Regions from separate parts of the Mus musculus genome. Here regions 1, 2 and 4 are each linked to region 3. The links are chromatin contacts, called in public ChIA-PET, Hi-C and promoter capture Hi-C maps. All regions are on one chromosome and are shown on one strand. Each heading gives the region's core, a stretch centred on a gene start, on an enhancer-like site or on the middle of the called end of the contact. The rest is flanking DNA. Distances are from core to core; before and after follow the strand shown. Region 1 has its middle 36 kb from the start of Gm40101. Region 2 has its middle 28 kb from the start of Gja5. Region 3 holds the start of Acp6 (acid phosphatase 6, lysophosphatidic). Region 4 has its middle 18 kb from the start of Gm40101.

Region 1 (2,783 bases), core at 277-2,776, 140 kb before region 3:
ATCCCTGGCTAAGAGGATGTGTGCTCTTCCTACAGAGGCCTGGAAACCTAGATGCTGGGTGTGGGAGAGGAGGAAAGGCATTAGGGGCCTCCATCTGGCAGGAAGGTCCCAGCACTTCTTGATTCTATTTTAACGTCTTACATCCTCAGACTTAATCATCGTCTGCTGTGAAGGCTGGAGAGTTCCCTATGATTTGTCTTTGGCAAGCTTCTGAGTCCAGATATCTCTTTTAAAATGTTAGCATTTCAGAACCGGAAGGGAGACGGAAGGTTACTTGTCATGTTTTTAGATGTGGGTGCTTGGTGAAGCTGACTGCAGCACAGGGTCCCAAGCCCTCTGAAGGTTGTCTCACCGTCCACTCCAACCTCGTCACTGCTTGCCCTCACACACGAGCAGGCACCTTTCCCTGTTCCACTCAACGCACTGGGTTCAGCCAGCACCCTGTGCCAGGTTCACATCACAACAGGGCCCAGACACGGGAGGCATCAGTTGCACCGTTGACTTGCTTCAGGCCCTGTTTTTTGAGGATGGAGGAAAATGTTAGGGGCCCATCCTCGGGCGATGTCTGGTCTTGTTAGTATGATCCACATGAGCCACAGAATCACACAAACCAGTGGTTCCAACACTGCTAATGCATATTAAACAGCATGCAGGCATCACAATGCAGCGTAAGACTGTAGAAGTTATTGGCCTTCCAAACTGTCGTTTTTGTCTACGTGACTGAGGTCCCCTGTTCCAGTCTCACAGAGCCCAAGAACCCCAACAGCTGAAGAAAATGCCCACCCCCATCCCTGCACCCTACACACTTGTTGTGAGCTGGTCTACGTAACAATCATTATCTGGGTAATTCCCATTCACTGTAACCTCTTCGTCAGCCCTAACAGGTGTTGGAGGACTGTGGTCATCGAGGTCCCCTTTACATCTCCCATGGTTCCTGGGCTGATACTAAAGACTTGGGAGCAGGAAACTCCACCATTCTCACTGTTGTTTTGGAACTCCAAAGACAATATTACAATAATACTGTCTTCCCCACCCTTCCCAGCAGAGCCTGTTATCTAACTATACGGCAAAATCTTACCAAGAAAGTGAGTTCAGTCAATCCCATTTAGGGCCAGGTTATTAAACTCTTACTGGTTTGGTGATGTCAGAAGTACCCCCACTTCCTCTTTATAGCCTGCCTTAGAGAGAACACGCACCCATGCTGCTAGTCACTTCTAAAGAGTCACTCAGCGCTCATCCTAACATCTTCCCGGCTTTCTCTAGTATTCAGGGTAATGTTGTCTTCCGGGCTGTCAACCTGCTTCATCTTTTTTAAAGATTAACTTAATGGTTTAAAGAGAAGACAGACATGCCCCCCCCCCACCACCACCACCCATACACACAAATCACAGGTTAGGTGCCTACATTTCAGGAACCCACACACATTGTGTGTGTGGTTAAATCACGTGTCGGGCAAAGTGAGAGTCATTTCAATGCACCCGTCGTTGTTACACAGTGACGTGCTCAAGCCCACGTTATAGCAACAACCTAAATCAGGAGCTTGTCTTGTCTGCATTTGGAACCTGTGGCTTAGGCCTTCTCTCTCAGCAGGATGCACTCGATTCAGTGTCTTTGGTCACTTCCGGACACACTCCCCTAGACGTGTGGGAGGCAGCTTGAGTTGGCACTGGAGAGAGTCACCCAAAGAGAGTAAGGGAGTTGAAAGGTGAATAAAATGAGGATCTGGGTGGAAGAAAGATTTAATGGGCAACCAGAGAGCAGGCATACAGGTCAACCTTACATCCAAGAGAATAAAAGTGAAGACTGTTAGGACATTTTAAAGGATTGTTTACAGACACTTATATTGAGTGCTTCCACCCACTATAGGCAAGACCAACACCAGTGCAAGGCACTCCCTAAACTCATTAGTCACAAATGATGTTTTTGTATGGAGTTTTACAGAAGGAAATTGGTGGGTTTTCTCCCTACAAGAGACATACATATAAGATATAAAGTTTCCACTTTATTTCTTTTAAGCTTTGGCATCTCAATGCGAACTAAGATGGATGCTTAGTCCTCTGCCCTGGCAGCTCTCTGGAGTAGGTGCTATTGTCAACCTCATGTGATATTTAAATAAGGTTCCATGTGGGTCATCTAAGGAGTGGCAAGGTAGCCTCAGGGTGAGATGGCTAACCAATTAAACAATCCTATTACGCTAGTGGCTTGGGTTGTGCCGTCTCTGACGGTTTCACAGGGGTCTTCAAAGACCATCTGAAAATGCAGATGTTGACGTTGCAATTCATAATAGTAGCAAAATTACAACTATGAAGTAGCAACAAAATAAGTTTATGGTTGGGGGTCACCACAACGTGGGGAACTGTATTAAAGGGTTACAACATTAGGAAGTCCGAGAACCACTGTGATAGAGCATCTCCTCAGGAGATGGGAAACAAAAAAGAGGGCTACACAATTCATATCGAAGGCTCTGTGGTGACAGGACAGAAAGAGCCATAGTTTGGGCATCCCACTCCCTGACTTTTTATTTTATTTTATTTTATTTTTTAAAACAAAAAAAAACCCCAAAATTCTAAAGATTTTTAACAATAATTTTAGTTAGTAAATCAGCGGAAGAGATTTCTATTTCTGACTTAATAGTGGCATGTTTTCTATAATGGGCATTATACCAGCTTTTGGCTTGAGTTTGACAGAATCCTTGTTCTCCCACTCTGGATTCGTGTTGGAGTGAAGGATTTGGACTAAGTCATCTTTATGGTTCCCTTCAGCTTTGCTAGTCAGTTGTTTTT
Region 2 (2,732 bases), core at 35-2,534, 150 kb after region 3:
CCTCTGACCTCCACACATACACTGTGGCACATGTGCATCCCTCCCAACACACACACACACACACACACACACACACACACACACATACACACAAATATAATTTAAGAACAAAAGATTGGGCTTGCTCCCATATAGCAACTCATTCCCTTGAAAGCTAGCTCAGGCCCCACAGAAATTCCTTAATTCCTTCTGAGATCTGTTTCCAAAAGATATACTTATTTTTAGTTTATATGTACAGGTGTTTTGCCTGCAAGTATGTCTGTGCACTACATGCTTACAGAGGCCAGAAGAAGATGCTGGATGCCTTAAGACTGGAGTTACAGATGGTTGTGAACCATCATGTGGGTACTAGGAGTTGAACCTGGACCCTCTGCAAGAGCATCCAGTGTTCTTAACCACTGAGCTATCTCTTTAACCATCCCTTTTCCAATTGAACTCTTGACTCTAAATGATCTAAGGACCTCCTACAGTGGAGAACAAGTTCCCAACACACAAGCCATGGTGAGGAGAGATGAGAGATGAGGCAAGGGACAGCAGGAGAGCTGAGTTAGGGACCCATATGCAGTGAGGGTCAAGGAGCCATATATGGTGTTTCGTTGCTTGCCATCTCGAGCAGTTATTCCCCAAGTTAAGTAGGCACTGCCTGCTTCTCTGAACATGTGGTCTGAAATGTCTCCTGGCTCTCTCCCTTCCCTCTCAACTTCTCTTACACAGAGTTCTGGAATTGCTGCCCTGCTGGGGAGTTTCTTCCAGTGTGTGATGGAGTCATACGGTTACTATGTGGGTACTGGGAATTGAACCTGGGTTCTCTGCAAGAGCAGCCAGTGCTCTTAACCACTAACAAGTAGACCTCTTAGTGGGGCAGGCACAGAACTAAACTAGGAAGTCCTCAACAAACAAACTAGTAGTGAGAGATTTCAGAAACCAAAACCTTTGGGCTATTGCTGACTCCTAGGTGACCTAACGACAGTTAGGAAAGGGTTTCTGTCTGTTTTCCCAGATGCTTTATCCCCACGTGTCAGAAGACTATCACAGTGCTTGCCTACTGTTTTAAGGACACTCTGCTGCTGTCTACCTGAAACTCTTCACAAGAATACAGTCGGAGAATGCTGAATACAGCTACAACCCCCCTGAGGTGAGCTGTGCACGTTGTGCAACCCATACAACCCACACGATGACTCAAGGCTCCTGGCCTTTCTTTATAATGAGGCTGCTGCCCTGTGTGGCAATGCAGCCCTCAGGAAACCAAAGCAGGAAAATCACAAGTTCAAAGCAGCCAAGGGTACAAAGTGAAACCCTGTCTCAAAAACAACTTAAGAAGAATTGCTAGTCTGAGGTCCAGGGTGTGAAGGTAGGAGTCCTACCAGCTGGTTGGTCCCATAAAAAGAAAAACCAAACAAAACCTGGGCAACAAGATAGCTCTGTGGGTTGGGCCACTTGCCTGTTGAGCCTACAGACCTGAATTCCATCCCCAGGAACCCACATGGTGGAAGGATTGAACATCCACAACTCCTGCAAGTTGTCCTCTGACCCCCACCCACATGTTGTAGGTGGCAAGTGCACACACACACCTAATTAATTAGCTAATTAATTAAATGTAAAACTAACCAAAGAAAAAAGGCAACCAGCCCAGAAGTTTCTGCTTCTTGACCTCACCAGGTGCTGAAGGCAGACTGAGGCTGGGGTGTCAAGGTTTCTACTTCCTGACACCCTCACCTCGTAGCACGCCCATGCAGGCTGTCTGGTACCTTTAGAACACAATCTGGCCACCTTCATTTTTCGCTGTGATGTCACCTTCTCTGTGAGACACCCTTAACCACCTTGCTTAAAACCACAAAGGCCAACAGGGCCTGGCAACCTCCTCCTGCACACACCTTTGAGCACACTCCATCGATATTTAGCTCATTATGTTTAGCATTTGTCTCTCACCACTAGATTGCAGGCTCATGTGACTGAAAATTAAGTAGTCTTGGTTTACTGCTAGATCTCCAGCCCTAAGAGCAGCGGCTGGTAAATGCTAAGAACTCAGAGATTGGCTAAATGAATTAATCATCTTCCTCTTGGCCACCACCTTTCCAGTCCTCTCAGCTCTGTTGCTTTTGGAAGCTCTTTTTTCTTCTGAATCACACTTTGATTTGCCTAAGATGTTGAACCACCCTGTTCCTCCATCAGCACCACTTCCCCTGGAGTAAGATGTGAACGCTGATTATGCTTGCCCTGGAGTCAGACAGTACCTTACCTTCAACCCCATTATCAGTACCTTTTCGTGAGCTGGTTGATAAGATTTCCATAAGGATTGGCGAGTACCTATCACAGTTCTTCACTCTACAGGAAAGAGGGTGAAGCTCAAAAGCACTAAAGGAACATGCCAAGGTCTCACAGGCAGAAAGCTCAGGAGTCAGGATTCAGACGCTGAACCATCTAAGCTCAGAGCCTACAGTCAGCTGCCAAATAGTGTAGCTGTTCTCAACGGGTGTTGCCCCTGAAGAGTTACTGCGATTGCTTCACAGTAGAAATTCACAGCCAACATTCGCCAAGCAGGTTTGTGTGTGTGTGTGTGTGTGTGTGTGTGTGTGTGTGTGCGCGTGCGTGTTACATACAGTTCCGGTGAGAAGTCATTTTCTCTGAGGCAGATGGCTTCCCACCTGGGGAGTTACAAGCAAGGAAACCAAAACAAGAGCTGTCGCTGTTCAACTTGAACTTGAGAAAGAGATTGCGCAGGAGAAAACCCT
Region 3 (2,704 bases), core at 185-2,684:
TCATGTGTAACCCTCTTTAAAGACCAGATCTTGGGTTGAAACTATAACTCACAGCCCTTCAGGAAAACAGAAATGACCATTAAGAGTATTTGCAACTGAACAAATACAGACTCCATGGGTAAATTCAACCCGGGGTGTTAGGGACTTCTGGTGCCCTTTTCTTGTATACTGTTAGGGGTTATTTTTTAAACAAAAAGCTAATTATTTGTGCTTTAATCATAATTATCCTGACTTATAGCCACAAAATTAGTTAATTAACTTTCCCTCCTTCTTACCACAAATCCTTTCCAGATTTCTAAACCTGACCTTAAAGAACCCCAAGATACAGTCCTTGTCCGCAATAAGACTTCACAAGATCTCAAATGGTCTCTGGCAAGCCCACAAGAAAAATCTGTATTAAGATCTGGTTCCAAAGGTGCCAGCTTGCTCTGTACTGCGGAAGCACTAAAGGTATCTCCTGGTACAATGATCTCTGTTATTAACAACCAGGCACTTACAAGGTCCTTGAACTCAAGTTCAACCACAGAACTACGAAACGTGACCCAACTCCACATCCGCAGAATCAGAATCTGCATTTAAATAAGAACCCCCGCCTGGGACATTCTTATGCATCTTTGAAAAGTTTCACTACACCAAGCAACTGAAAGTTTGGGGGGCAGGGGCTGCCCTAGCCAGGAAGGCTTACACACCACACCGGTGGTTTGGGATGAGCATGGGATGATGACTCCAGGCCACAGCCTGAGGGCCAGTCTACTGTTGTTTCCCTCTGGTCTGGACCCAGCCCGAGCCCCGACGGGGGACGCTAAAGTGTGTCCCCAAGAACCCCTCTGTGGGCCGCCTCTCACCTGCTCCTCCAGCGGGAGAGGCTTGAGCGGACTCCGTGCCCCGTGTCGAAACACCACCTGCACCATTTTCAGCTCCAGTAGGTTGCGGTCCACCGGACGCTGGCCATTAGGAGCCCGCTGCTCGGCCAGGGCCACCCGCCGCTGGTGGAAGCAGTAAGCCAGCGAGGTCAGGACACCCACGGGGACCCACACGCGCATGATGGAGGCTGTGGAAGCTGAGGGCTCCGCAGGCAACGCGGCTCAGCAGCTACTCAGAAGTTCGCGGGAACTGGAGGGCAAGTGCATCCAAGCTCTCAGAACAAGCGACTCTAGCGGGGCGACCCAGCGACAGTCAGGCCGGAGGTGGAGAGAAAGGGGTGGGAGCAGAAAGATTGTCTAGTAGTTTAAGCCTAGCGTCTGCCGGCCGCCCCTACTGCATGCAGGCTCAGTCAGGGCAGTTACTTGGACCTGAAACTTGCACTTCAAACCGTGTGAAGGGGAGGCCGCAAAAGCAGAAGTTCCTCGGACACCCGGGATTCGGGTCCACATTTTATAACCAAGCTCCCCACGCAATCTCCTGACCTCCCACGGACCTGCTCCAATTAAGTCTGCGCACAGGAGCACGGGAAAGTGAGTCCTGAGACTTCGTCCGATCTGGAAACTCAGACCCGTAAAAACTACAACTTCCACAATGCTATGCGCGGCCGAGGTCCCCAGGGAGGGCAGTTCCGTCGGCCCCCCGCCATGCTTAAGGTCCCGCCCCCCCCCCCCACGCCTCCCACGTTCCACTCCCAGTCCCGCCAGTCTTCAATTTAAGGCTGCCAAGAAGCCCCGGGTAATTAAGGGATTTCGTCTGTTTTTTTTTTTTTTTCCCTTGAGGCTTTGCCTGGGGTGAGTAGGGAGGAAATGAGGGTAAGGGGAGGCAGTGTTAGGATTGGTGGGCAAGGGGAGTAGTTTGAATGTGGAAGAATTCCCTGAAGTCCCCAAAGCAAGATTACTAAAGTCAAGACCTGAAACATCTATCAGCTGAGTGCTTCCTATTTGTGAAATTCCCTTTCCCCATTTTGTTTAAGAAAATTGAGCTAGGGATGTAGTTCAGCGGTAGAGCACTCTCGGGGCATGCGCAAAGCATTAGAGCCAGCGGTTTTTTTGTTTTGTTTTTGTTTTTTGTTTTTTCTCGAGTGATTATTAAGTACTTTTTTTAGAAAATTGTGAGAGAAAAAACAGTATTTCCCTGACCGGGAATCGAACCCGGGCCGCGGCGGTGAGAGCGCCGAATCCTAACCACTAGACCACCAGGGAAGTTAGGAGACAGAGGCTTGAGAGGGAAGATAGTAGACCTGGATTGGAGCCACCAAAGAGTGTCAGGAGAGGCCTGGAGGAATGGCGGTAGTGTTGTCAACATCTGAAGGCATTCTCCTAATCTTTTAACTGCGGAACAGTATCGTGGGCTTCAACTTCGAAATGAATTTCAAAGCAAACCAGTAAAAAATAGACTTGAAGTCTGTTTGGAATGGAAAGAAAAGCAACAGGAAAAAAAAAAAAAAAAGAAAAAAAAAAAAGAACATAACACACCTTACATGGCTATGGGCTTCTCACAGAATAGTCTCAGTTTATTAGAAGCCATTTGTAACCGATTTTAGGCAAAAGAGCTATGACAGAGAGATGCTTAGTGAGAGAACAAGACACCTGTGGATGGGTCTGGGCTTCCCATAAGAGATTCACAGCAAAATGTCTTAGCAGTTACCAGATACATTCTTTTAGTGACTCTCAAGATACATCTTGGCCCTGCGTGGTGGTGCAGGCCTTTAATTTCAGCATTCAGGAAGCAGAGGCAGGCATATCTTTGTGAGTTCAAGGCTAACCTGCTCTACAGTTGA
Region 4 (2,757 bases), core at 248-2,747, 150 kb before region 3:
CCAATGGAGACAGACCACTCAGCCCCATCCTTCCTGTTTTCCACAAAGGCTCCCACTCAGAAGGGTAAGCAGCCATCTGGCTTGATCCTGACAAGATGGGGACTGACTGCTGCTGAGCTTAGACCTGGTTGAGTTTCCTGCTGCACATGTGACCACCAGACCCTTGGGGGGTTTCTACGGCAACCATTGGGCAATGAGTTTGAGAAAAGCTGAGGGCTGAATCCTAGAGGAGCCAGGCCACTGAAGGAAAAGAGAGGTGTGCAAGACCAACCTCACTCCCCGAAACCCACAGAGAGGAAGGCAAGACAGAAGTTTCCCCTTGTGAAGAAAGTGAGGCTTTGAATTAGATAGACAGACAGACAGATTGATGGGAAAATGTAGAAAGGAGAGTAACCAAGCAGTTTGGGTGCTGTTAACAAGTGCTCAGTCAGTCAGAGATGTGTTCAGCAATTCCCAGCGTCAGCGGTGGCTGTGGTAGACTTGTTTCCCTCAGAGATCCTGCTGGTCCTGAAGGCCTTTATTTACCAAAGCTAAATTCAACTTTGTGCAGGGGAAGGCATGGGAAAGGAGGCGAGAGATGGCAGCAGTAAGTGCAAGGCATGCCTCCAAGCCATACTCACACACATACACACAAATATTTAAGTGCTAGGATTCAGCCATTTCCTGTCTCTTTTACAGGGTAGATAATCTTTCCGTTTCCTAATTGGTAAAATGGCAACCATGACAGCACGCTTGCCCTAAGAGGCTGCACTGAGGCTTAAAACACTCAATAAAAATACATAAAACTACAGCTGGCTGACTGTGGTGTCACACACCTTTAATCCTGAGAAACAGGGCCAGGCAGATCTCTGTGAGTTCAAGGCCAGCCTGATCTACACAGAGAGTTCCAAGCCAGCCAGGGATATACAATACAGTAAGACCCCGTCTCAAAACAACTGCAACAACAAATAATCAAAACAAAACAAAAAACATAGCTGGGGCTGGAGCGATGACTCAGAAGTTAGGGGGGCTTGCTGCTTTTGCAGAGGATCCCATATGGTGGATCACAGCCATGTCTAACTTCAGTTCCGGGGTGTCCGATGCCACCTTCTGACCAGGCATACATGCCGGCAAAACTCTTACATACATAAAAATATATACCTGGCTATGTATTTTAGCTAGTGTCACTGCTGTAAGAATGCGCAGACTCCAGAGAACTGCTCCGCGTGTCATGTTGACTTCTAATATTCTCAACTTTCACACTTCAGCCTGCTCCGGTAACCTACTGAGTAGTATTAGTTTTAGATGTAGGGAATACATTTTAGCAGCCACCTCTTAAGCAGCTGTATGCCAGCTCACACTAAAATGCAGGCCATCCCCGTTATGTCTGGAGTCACTGCGACCTTTCCAGCCTTGCAGGATGATGACAAAGCCAGGGGTTTGCCTTCCAGATCCGGCTCAGCGCAGGCGCAGGCGGTGGGGGCGGAGGGAAGGAAAGATTCCCCAGGAAAACTGCTGTTGGCACGAACTGAATGAGGCGAGTGGGAGCCGAGCTGACTGCCGAGTTCAGCTTAGCCGCAGGCTATAGAAACAGACTTGAGACTTGAGTAAGAGCAAACAGGAGAAAAGCAGCGCTGTGAAGCAGCACGCGGGCCAGCTAGAACCGGTTGTTAATGCACCAGACCAATTTCTTCGGTACAGTTACTTCCACGCCTGGTCAGAGGGGCGGGTGCAATTCTTCAAGAAGTATTTACTGGTCTGCTCCGTTTCTCAGCGCTGGCATGAGCGGGGTGAGAAAAAAGGAAGGCTGGAGGCGGCTCTGGCTCTTGGGTTTACAATCTCTTGCTGAGAGAATCCATTAGATACTGAGGCAGGATTGTTTATGATTATACCCGCAAACAGCTAACTGCAACGATCAGTTAAGGCAAAGAGGGTATCCCTTCATTTGTTCACACTTATATATACACATTCATTTACAGACTCTGTGTGTGTGTGTGTGTGTGTGTGTGTGTGTGTGTGTGTGCGTGCGTGCGCGCGCGCGCGCGCGCGCACGCGCATGCATGCATGTCTCTGTGTGTGCCCGTATGTATCTATGTGCGTGTGTGCACACATGCATGCGTGACTGTGTGCATGAGTGCATGTTCGTGTGCCAGTGTGTGTGCACGTGTGCGTGTGCACGTGTGTTCTACCAAAAAACAAACACAGGGCCTTACACCACTATGCTGCAGTCCCACTGTTTGCTTTTCTGGAATGAGGTTTTATTTGCGGAAGACCAGCCTTGAACTTGCTGTGTAGTCCAGATTGATTCTGAATTCCCCTTTCAATCTATCCATCTCCGCCTCCCAAATGCTAGGATTACAATCCTGCAACTCTACACCTGAACACAAGCTCCTCCTTTACTTACATGAGCTCCTGAGAGAAGTTGGGGGCCAAGGCCAACCCTGGTATTCAGTGTGAGAATGGTGGCCAGAATGTGATCCTGCTCTGAGAGGCTAGAAGCCTATTGGGCTGAGAGCAGCCTGTTTGAGGAGGGTCTCACTATGTATCCCTGGCTGGCCTGGAACTCACCAGGGAGACCAGGCTGCGTTGGATTCACTGAGATCCTCCAGCCTCAGCCTCTGAGTGCAGGGAATAAAGGTGTGTCCCACCAAACCCCGCCTGCATTTTCTTGATTAAGGACTGAAGTGAGAGGGTTCACCCCACCGGAGCTGGTGTCATCCCTGGGCTGGCACTCCTGAGTGACATAAGAAAGCAGGCTGAGTACATGCGTCATACGCA

What was found. Promoter capture Hi-C pulls out the DNA fragments that hold promoters and counts their contacts. Hi-C and Micro-C count contacts between places; a contact is called where the count stands out from the background. ChIA-PET counts read pairs in DNA pulled down with a chosen protein or histone mark.
Region 1: a contact with region 3 is called in a Hi-C map of CD8 T cells, with 2.3 times the contacts expected there. The contact joins the enhancer-like site here to the promoter of Acp6 in region 3. A contact is called at or near these places in 18 of 39 promoter capture datasets (the 3T3-L1 cell line, 3T3-L1-derived adipocytes, the HPC-7 cell line and 14 more), 8 of 484 Hi-C or Micro-C datasets (CD4 T cells, CD8 T cells, granulocyte-monocyte progenitors and 4 more), 6 of 115 datasets of contacts at active chromatin or transcription factors (T-cell acute lymphoblastic leukemia, bone marrow-derived macrophages, embryonic basal ganglia and 2 more) and 3 of 9 other capture datasets (adipose tissue, liver and pancreatic islet).
Region 2: a contact with region 3 is called in an RNA polymerase II ChIA-PET map of memory CD8 T cells, with 15 read pairs. The contact joins the enhancer-like site here to the promoter of Acp6 in region 3. A contact is called at or near these places in 1 of 39 promoter capture datasets (the 3T3-L1 cell line), 5 of 115 datasets of contacts at active chromatin or transcription factors (CD8 T cells, embryonic forebrain, embryonic stem cells and 2 more) and 1 of 9 other capture datasets (adipose tissue).
Region 4: a contact with region 3 is called in a promoter capture Hi-C map of embryonic stem cells. The contact joins the enhancer-like site here to the promoter of Acp6 in region 3. A contact is called at or near these places in 7 of 39 promoter capture datasets (HPC-7-derived erythroid cells, cranial neural crest, embryonic stem cells and 4 more), 1 of 484 Hi-C or Micro-C datasets (nephron progenitors), 6 of 115 datasets of contacts at active chromatin or transcription factors (the 230-238 cell line, embryonic basal ganglia, embryonic limb bud and 1 more) and 3 of 9 other capture datasets (adipose tissue, liver and pancreatic islet).

Annotation. Positions count from the first base shown.
Region 1 is chr3:97,293,269-97,296,051 of GRCm38.p6, reverse strand. It overlaps a transcript of Bcl9 not described here. Among named protein-coding and RNA genes, the nearest start is that of Gm40101, 36 kb to the left of the region's middle. Within about 2 kb of position 1,526, at least 35 of the 459 cell types and tissues checked have an H3K27ac peak or open chromatin away from gene starts, as enhancers often do. A contact at or near this core is called in CD8 T cells, where this site is marked.
Region 2 is chr3:97,003,168-97,005,899 of GRCm38.p6, reverse strand. No RefSeq gene overlaps it. Among named protein-coding and RNA genes, the nearest start is that of Gja5, 28 kb to the left of the region's middle. Within about 2 kb of position 1,284, at least 20 of the 459 cell types and tissues checked have an H3K27ac peak or open chromatin away from gene starts, as enhancers often do. A contact at or near this core is called in CD8 T cells and memory CD8 T cells, where this site is marked.
Region 3 is chr3:97,157,507-97,160,210 of GRCm38.p6, reverse strand. Acp6 (acid phosphatase 6, lysophosphatidic) reads right to left here and starts at 1,434. Exons shown (of 10, transcript NM_019800.4): 1 at 846-1,434. The coding sequence starts at 1,043. It overlaps n-TEctc12 (a tRNA gene), which reads right to left and starts at 2,126; the gene lies at 2,055-2,126.
Region 4 is chr3:97,310,996-97,313,752 of GRCm38.p6, reverse strand. No RefSeq gene overlaps it. Among named protein-coding and RNA genes, the nearest start is that of Gm40101, 18 kb to the left of the region's middle. Within about 2 kb of position 1,497, at least 87 of the 459 cell types and tissues checked have an H3K27ac peak or open chromatin away from gene starts, as enhancers often do. A contact at or near this core is called in embryonic limb bud, where this site is marked.